Regions from separate parts of the Macaca mulatta genome. Here region 2 is linked to region 1. Evidence: chromatin contacts called from public Hi-C data. All regions are on one chromosome and are shown on one strand. Each heading gives the region's core, a stretch centred on a gene start, on an enhancer-like site or on the middle of the called end of the contact. The rest is flanking DNA. Distances are from core to core; before and after follow the strand shown.

The links. Hi-C and Micro-C count contacts between places; a contact is called where the count stands out from the background.
Region 2: a Hi-C map of blood shows a contact between it and region 1, with 8 times the contacts expected there. The contact joins the promoter of PPP2R5C here to the enhancer-like site in region 1. A contact is called at or near these places in 4 of 14 Hi-C or Micro-C datasets (CD4 T cells, blood, cortical neurons and 1 more).

What each region holds. Positions count from the first base shown.
Region 1 is chr7:175,050,608-175,053,354 of T2T-MMU8v2.0, reverse strand. No RefSeq gene overlaps it. Among named protein-coding and RNA genes, the nearest start is that of PPP2R5C, 55 kb to the left of the region's middle. Within about 2 kb of position 1,399, at least 23 of the 40 cell types and tissues checked have an H3K27ac peak or open chromatin away from gene starts, as enhancers often do. A contact at or near this core is called in CD4 T cells, blood and liver, where this site is marked.
Region 2 is chr7:175,105,714-175,108,460 of T2T-MMU8v2.0, reverse strand. It overlaps PPP2R5C (protein phosphatase 2 regulatory subunit B'gamma), which reads right to left and starts at 1,329. Exons shown (of 15, transcript XM_015144500.3): 1 at 1,175-1,329. The coding sequence starts at 1,216.

The DNA of each region.
Region 1 (2,747 bases), core at 150-2,649:
TGGGCAGTAGTGCACTTATGTGTAAATGTTTAACGACTGCTCTGGATAAAAAGCCCTGATTGGCAGTGTTTGCCAGTTTCCGTGGTGTCAATCTGCCTGTCATGGCCAATTTCAAACTACCAATCTGAAGTCACTGACTATGCCGTGGGGAAGAGATCAGTGGCACATCGTCACACAGGCTCTACTGTGCAGACGCACCGCCCAGAGGAAACGGCAGAGGAAACAATACAGTATAGTGAAATGTTAGAAAGTTTTGGGTATGTATTACCTGTTTTTGAATATACTGTAATCTTTAATAATGGCTGTGCATAACAGCGATCTGCAGAATTCCTGAAAACGTTAACAGTCTGCTTGTGAGCTGGCACAGGGTCAGACCCAGACTCCCGGGACAAAGCCTAAACGGGTGGCCCACTGCTGTCCAGACTCACCCTCCTCCACAAGCCGCGCCTCATGCTAGCTCCCTGGATCCGCTTGTGGGGCCCAGATGGACTCTGCTGGTCTTTGCCCTTCCACCCTCTGTCTGAACCTCCCTCCCTTCATCCTTCCCTTTCTCTTTCTCACCCTCTCTTTACCTCTGAGTATTTACGGAGCCCACTGCTATGTGGCAGGACTTTGCAAAGCCGGAGGATGCAAATGTGGCCTCCGCCCACTGGAGCTGGTGTCTTCTCAGAGCTGGGTCTCCAGAACCACATGAAGCTTCCAGGTTTGGGTGAATAGGGAAGACTCCTTGGCTGGAGCCATGAGGCCCTTTCTCAGCTAACCCTACAGCAGCCCCCATATCGGGCCCAGGACCCCCTCACTCACCTGGACAATACGCTGTGTGTTTCCCTTCTCTCCGAGCCCACCCTGGGGCATGCAATTCCAACAGCTCAGAGGCAGAGCTCCTGGGCGTATTCCCTTCCCAGATGGCCTGCGTGATGGCTTGGGGAGGTCCAGGATGGCTGTCCTCGGCGATCAGGAGCATGTGAGCACTGGTGGGGATGAGGGAGCCCAGAGGGTCGGTCCTACTACGCACCCCGCACCGTAATGGTCTGCTCGTGAGCTGGCACAAGCACACCCTACTACAGGGTCAGACCCAAACTTCTGGGACAAAACAGAGGACTTTCCTCTCTGCTGCACTGTGTGCGCCCCTAGCATTTCAAATTAAAGTCTGGCACCTTATACAGGGAGATATTTTGCTAGAACATGAACTTAAATGCATGCAGTATCATACAGGTCCAACAGGAAGCAGTATGGGGGTGCACAGTGCAGCCTCTGGAGACAAGACCTGGGCTCGGTCCTGCTTCTAAGAGTTACTGCTGTGTGACCTCAGGCAAGTTACTCAAATACTCTGAACCTCAGATTCTCGGCTGTGTAAGGGCAACAACAAATACTTCATGGTTGGTTGTGAGAATTGAGCTGACGCAAGAAACACCCAACAGTGGCTTGCATGTGCTGAATGCGCAGGAAGTTTTCTGCTGCGTAATTTGAGATACTAAAAGCAAAGATGATGATTGAGCGCCCTCTGGCGGCCAAATGGTACAATTACACCTTAGATTACGCCCAGCTCAATTTTTTACGCGGGGCTCAAGGACTCACAGGCCCTGCTGGTGGTGAATTGCCTGGGGCCCCTTCTTGCTCCGTTTCAGTTCCTTGGCCCCTGTGGTAGGCAGCCTCCTCATTAAAGGGGAGGATTTCACTGGACAGGCATCTTCACTACACCTGTCCCGGACTCTTCAGAACTAGCTCCTGTCTCTGATGCCTCGAGGGGGATCATCGTTCAGCTAAGGAAGCTGGTCCCTGCTGCAGCTGGGCTGAGGACTGCCAGGGATTCGGGGCCTTCGAAACGGAGACGACAGACCCTGTTTTGTGTGCGTGTGTGTGCGTGTGCGTGTGTGTGCGTGTGCGTGTGCGTGTGGCGCCAGACCCAACCCTCATGCCTCCATGTGAACGGCAGGGCCTCATTCTGGATTTTAAAAACCTAGTTGTTACCGGGCCTGCAGGTCGGCTGTATCCCTGCGGTTCTCTGCAGCCCCTGCCCCTGTGGGCAGTCATTCTGTGCGCCAGGCACTGTGCTGGGTGCTGGGGATATGGCACAGCACCCGGGGCTTAGGTTAGAGGGGGAGCTGGAGGGGAATTTGGGCGGGACTTCCGGAGTCCTGTCCCAGGGGGTGGAGAGGTCTTCCCTTCCCCCAGCGCTTCCTCATGCACAAGGCCTGTGCTGACACCTGGGCCACTCTGCCATGTTCCCTGCGGCCTTGAACTCAGTGACAGCCAATATTTACCAGCTCTGTCCAAGGGCCATGCGTGGTAGGCGTTTCCTTGAGCCCTCGAGATGGCCTTGAGGTCGGTACAACCTCCTGCCAGCACCATGCCCTCCGTTCTGCGGTGGAGGAATCGGACCTGGAGAGGTCGTGTTCACTGGCAAAGGGAAGTCAGGGTCAGGCTCTCAGAGCCCAGAAGCTCTCACCCCTCGGGCCGTGGTTCCTGCTGCCGCTGCCCAGTCCTTCCCTTTTTGCCGGGGAGCCTCCTCTCTCGGCCTGGGCCTCCTGAATTTCTTCCTGAAGGGAGTTTGGGGCAGGAATCCGGCGCCAGCAGCTTTTCACCCCACCCAGGGCTGCATGTCAAGCTGGGGCGGAAGAGGAGGCCCTCGGCGCACGTGCCTCCAGCGCTGCCTGCGGCGGCCTCGCCCAGGAAGTGCGGCTCAGCGGGAGCTCGCCCGTGTCCCTGCCCCCGGGGCGGTGCCGCCACGGCCTGGGAAGGAGGCC
Region 2 (2,747 bases), core at 80-2,579, 55 kb before region 1:
CCGCCGCCGCCGCCGCCGCCCGGGGACTGAGTCGTTCGCTCGCTCTCGCTTCCCCTTTTCCAGGCTCCCAAAGGCTGCGGCAGCCGCGGCGGCGGCGGCGGCGGCGGCGGCAGCGGCGGCGGCGTCTCTCCGCCCCTCCCCCGGCCGGCCCGCCCCGCCCCTCCCCACCCCCGGCCGGCCGCCCCGCCCCGCCCGCTCGCCTCTCACCCCGCCCCCGCGCCCGGGCCCGCCCCGCTGCCCTCAACAGCGCCCTGCCATTGGTCGACGCGCCCCCACGTGCCCTAACGCTCCCCGCTCCCCCCACCCTCTCCGCGCGACCCGTTCACACCCGCGCTCTCCGTCGCGAGTCGCCGCGAGCCGGCCTAAGGCAGGCCGCGGCCTCAGGGCACGGGCCTGGCCGCAGAGCAGAGCCGAGCCAAGTCAGGGGAGGGAGCGTGTGGCTGCGATTGCGGTGATAGGGCCGTGGCCCGCTGTGGAGGCGCAAGACAGAGCGTGAGACGTAGGAAATGCACATTTGAAATGTATGGCAACAACTTCTGCAGCCGGCGAGGCGTGAACCGCGGCCTCCTGGCCTCGCCCCCTCACCGCCGCAGGTCTCGCTGCAGTCAAGAGTGCCCCGCACGCTTTGCACTGAGGCGCACAGAGAGGCCCGGGAACCGAGAGAGCGGCTGTTTCGCGGGACCCCGCTAGGCCCCGCCTCCCCTCCCCTCCCTCCCTCTCCTCCCCTCCCTCCCTCTCCTCCCCTCCCTCCCTCTCCTCCCCTCCCTCCCTCTCCTCCCCTCCCTCCCTCTCCTCCCCTCCCTCCCTCTCCTCCCCTCCCTCCCTCTCCTCCCCTCAACCAGCCCCCAACCCCTCCCCTCCCCTCCCCTCCTCTCTCCTCCCCTCAACCAGCCCCCAACCTCTCCCCTCCCCTCCCCTTCCCTGCCCTCCCCTCCCCTCAACCAGCCCCCAACCCCTCCCCTCCCCTCGACCAGCCCTTCCCCTCGACCGGCCCCTCCCCCCGACCGGCCCCTCCCCTCGACCGGCCCCTCCTCTCGACCGGCTCCTCCCCTCGACCAACCCCTCCCCTCGACCAACCCCTCCCCTCGACCAACCCCTCCCCTCGACCAACCCCTCCCCTCGACCAGCCCCTCCCCTCGACCAGCTCCTCCTCTTGAATAGCCCCTCCCCTCACCAGCTCCACCGTCCGTAGATCCTCCCTCGAGGTCCCGCCCATCCGACAGGCCCGTCCCTCCCTAGTTGGTCCCGCCCTCCGCAGTTTCTCTCGTAAGGTCCCGCCTACCCGACAGCCCCGCCCTTTCCTGGTTGGTCCCGCCCTCCGCAGCTCTTCCGGCGAGGTCCCACCCACCCGACAGCCCCGCGGCTCCCCGTTGGCCCCGCCCTCCGCAGCTCCTTCCGCGAGGTCACGCCCACTCGTGCAGCCCCTCTCCTCCGGCCTCGGCCCCGCCCACCGAGGCCAGGCCTCGAACACTTGGTGGCCGCTGCGCCAATAGGATTTTATTTTTATTCTTTAATTTGACTGGATCGTAAATGGTAAGGAAACCTCTGCATGATGACTGGGAGTCACCTGATTTCTCTCCCCTCGTTAATAGCTGTGAGGAGGGGGTGTCCCAGGGAAAAACGTTAACTTTTTAATACAGTACTTCCGCAGTCCACCTCGTTCCCACAACTATTGGAGACGCTAATGACAGGCGTCCCGGATTGCGGAAATGCATTAGGTAGTAAGACTAGGAGTGTACGGATTTCACGTGCGAGAGGCATTGGTGCTTCACCTGTGATGATGAAGGAGCTACATCTTAACTGGCAGCTTAAAAATCATCGCGTTCTCTTAGTCCCTGGGGTTTTGTTCTTGGAAGTTGCCAGGCAGAGCATTTTCGATTATTCTCAGCAGTTCTGCAATGGGAAAGCTGAAAGACAGGGGATAAGAAAAAAAAGATCTAAAGTGAGGAATGTTGTGGGAGGTCCAGAAAGTAAGTTGTGTTTGCGGGTGTCTGAATGTCTATGGGCTCTTAGACGAGTATCTGTAGGTAAGCAGGACAGCCTCAAACAGCTATTTGTGTGGAATAAATGGCTTTTTTTAAAATTAATAATTTAGGTGGGTTAATGGTGTCTCCAAAACAATTTTGAGGATGGAGCGATGCCCCTAGTTAACTTAATAACATTTTAAAAATAAAATATATGCTTTCAATTTAATAAGCCCAAGATATATCCATATCAAAAAAGGAGTAGCTCTGAAACTATTGGTTTATGGCCATGAACTCTTAGGGAGGCTTAGAGGCTTCTCTGAGACAAGCCTATGCCACCAAAATACTTGTATCATAGCTCCTGATCCGGTGTTGCATACAATTCATTCATTCGACCCACATTTGTTGGATAACTATTTTTTTTTTTTTTTTTTTTTTTTTTTTGAGACGGAGTCTCGCTCTGTCGCCCAGGCTGGAGTGCAGTGGCGCAATCTCGGCTCACTGCAAGCTCCGCCTCCCGGGTTCACGCCATTCTCCTGCCTCAGCCTCCCGAGTAGCTGGGACTACAGGCGCCCGCCCCTGCGCCCGGCTAATTTTTTCTATTTTTAGTAGAGACGGGGTTTCACCATGGTCTCGATCTCCTGACCTTGTGATCTGCCCACCTCGGCCTCCCAAAGTGCTGGGATTACAGGCGTGAGCCACCACGCCCGGCCTGGATAACTATTATGTGCAAAGCATGATGCCAGAAATTTCATGGTGAACAAGGCACTACCCTTGTCCTCA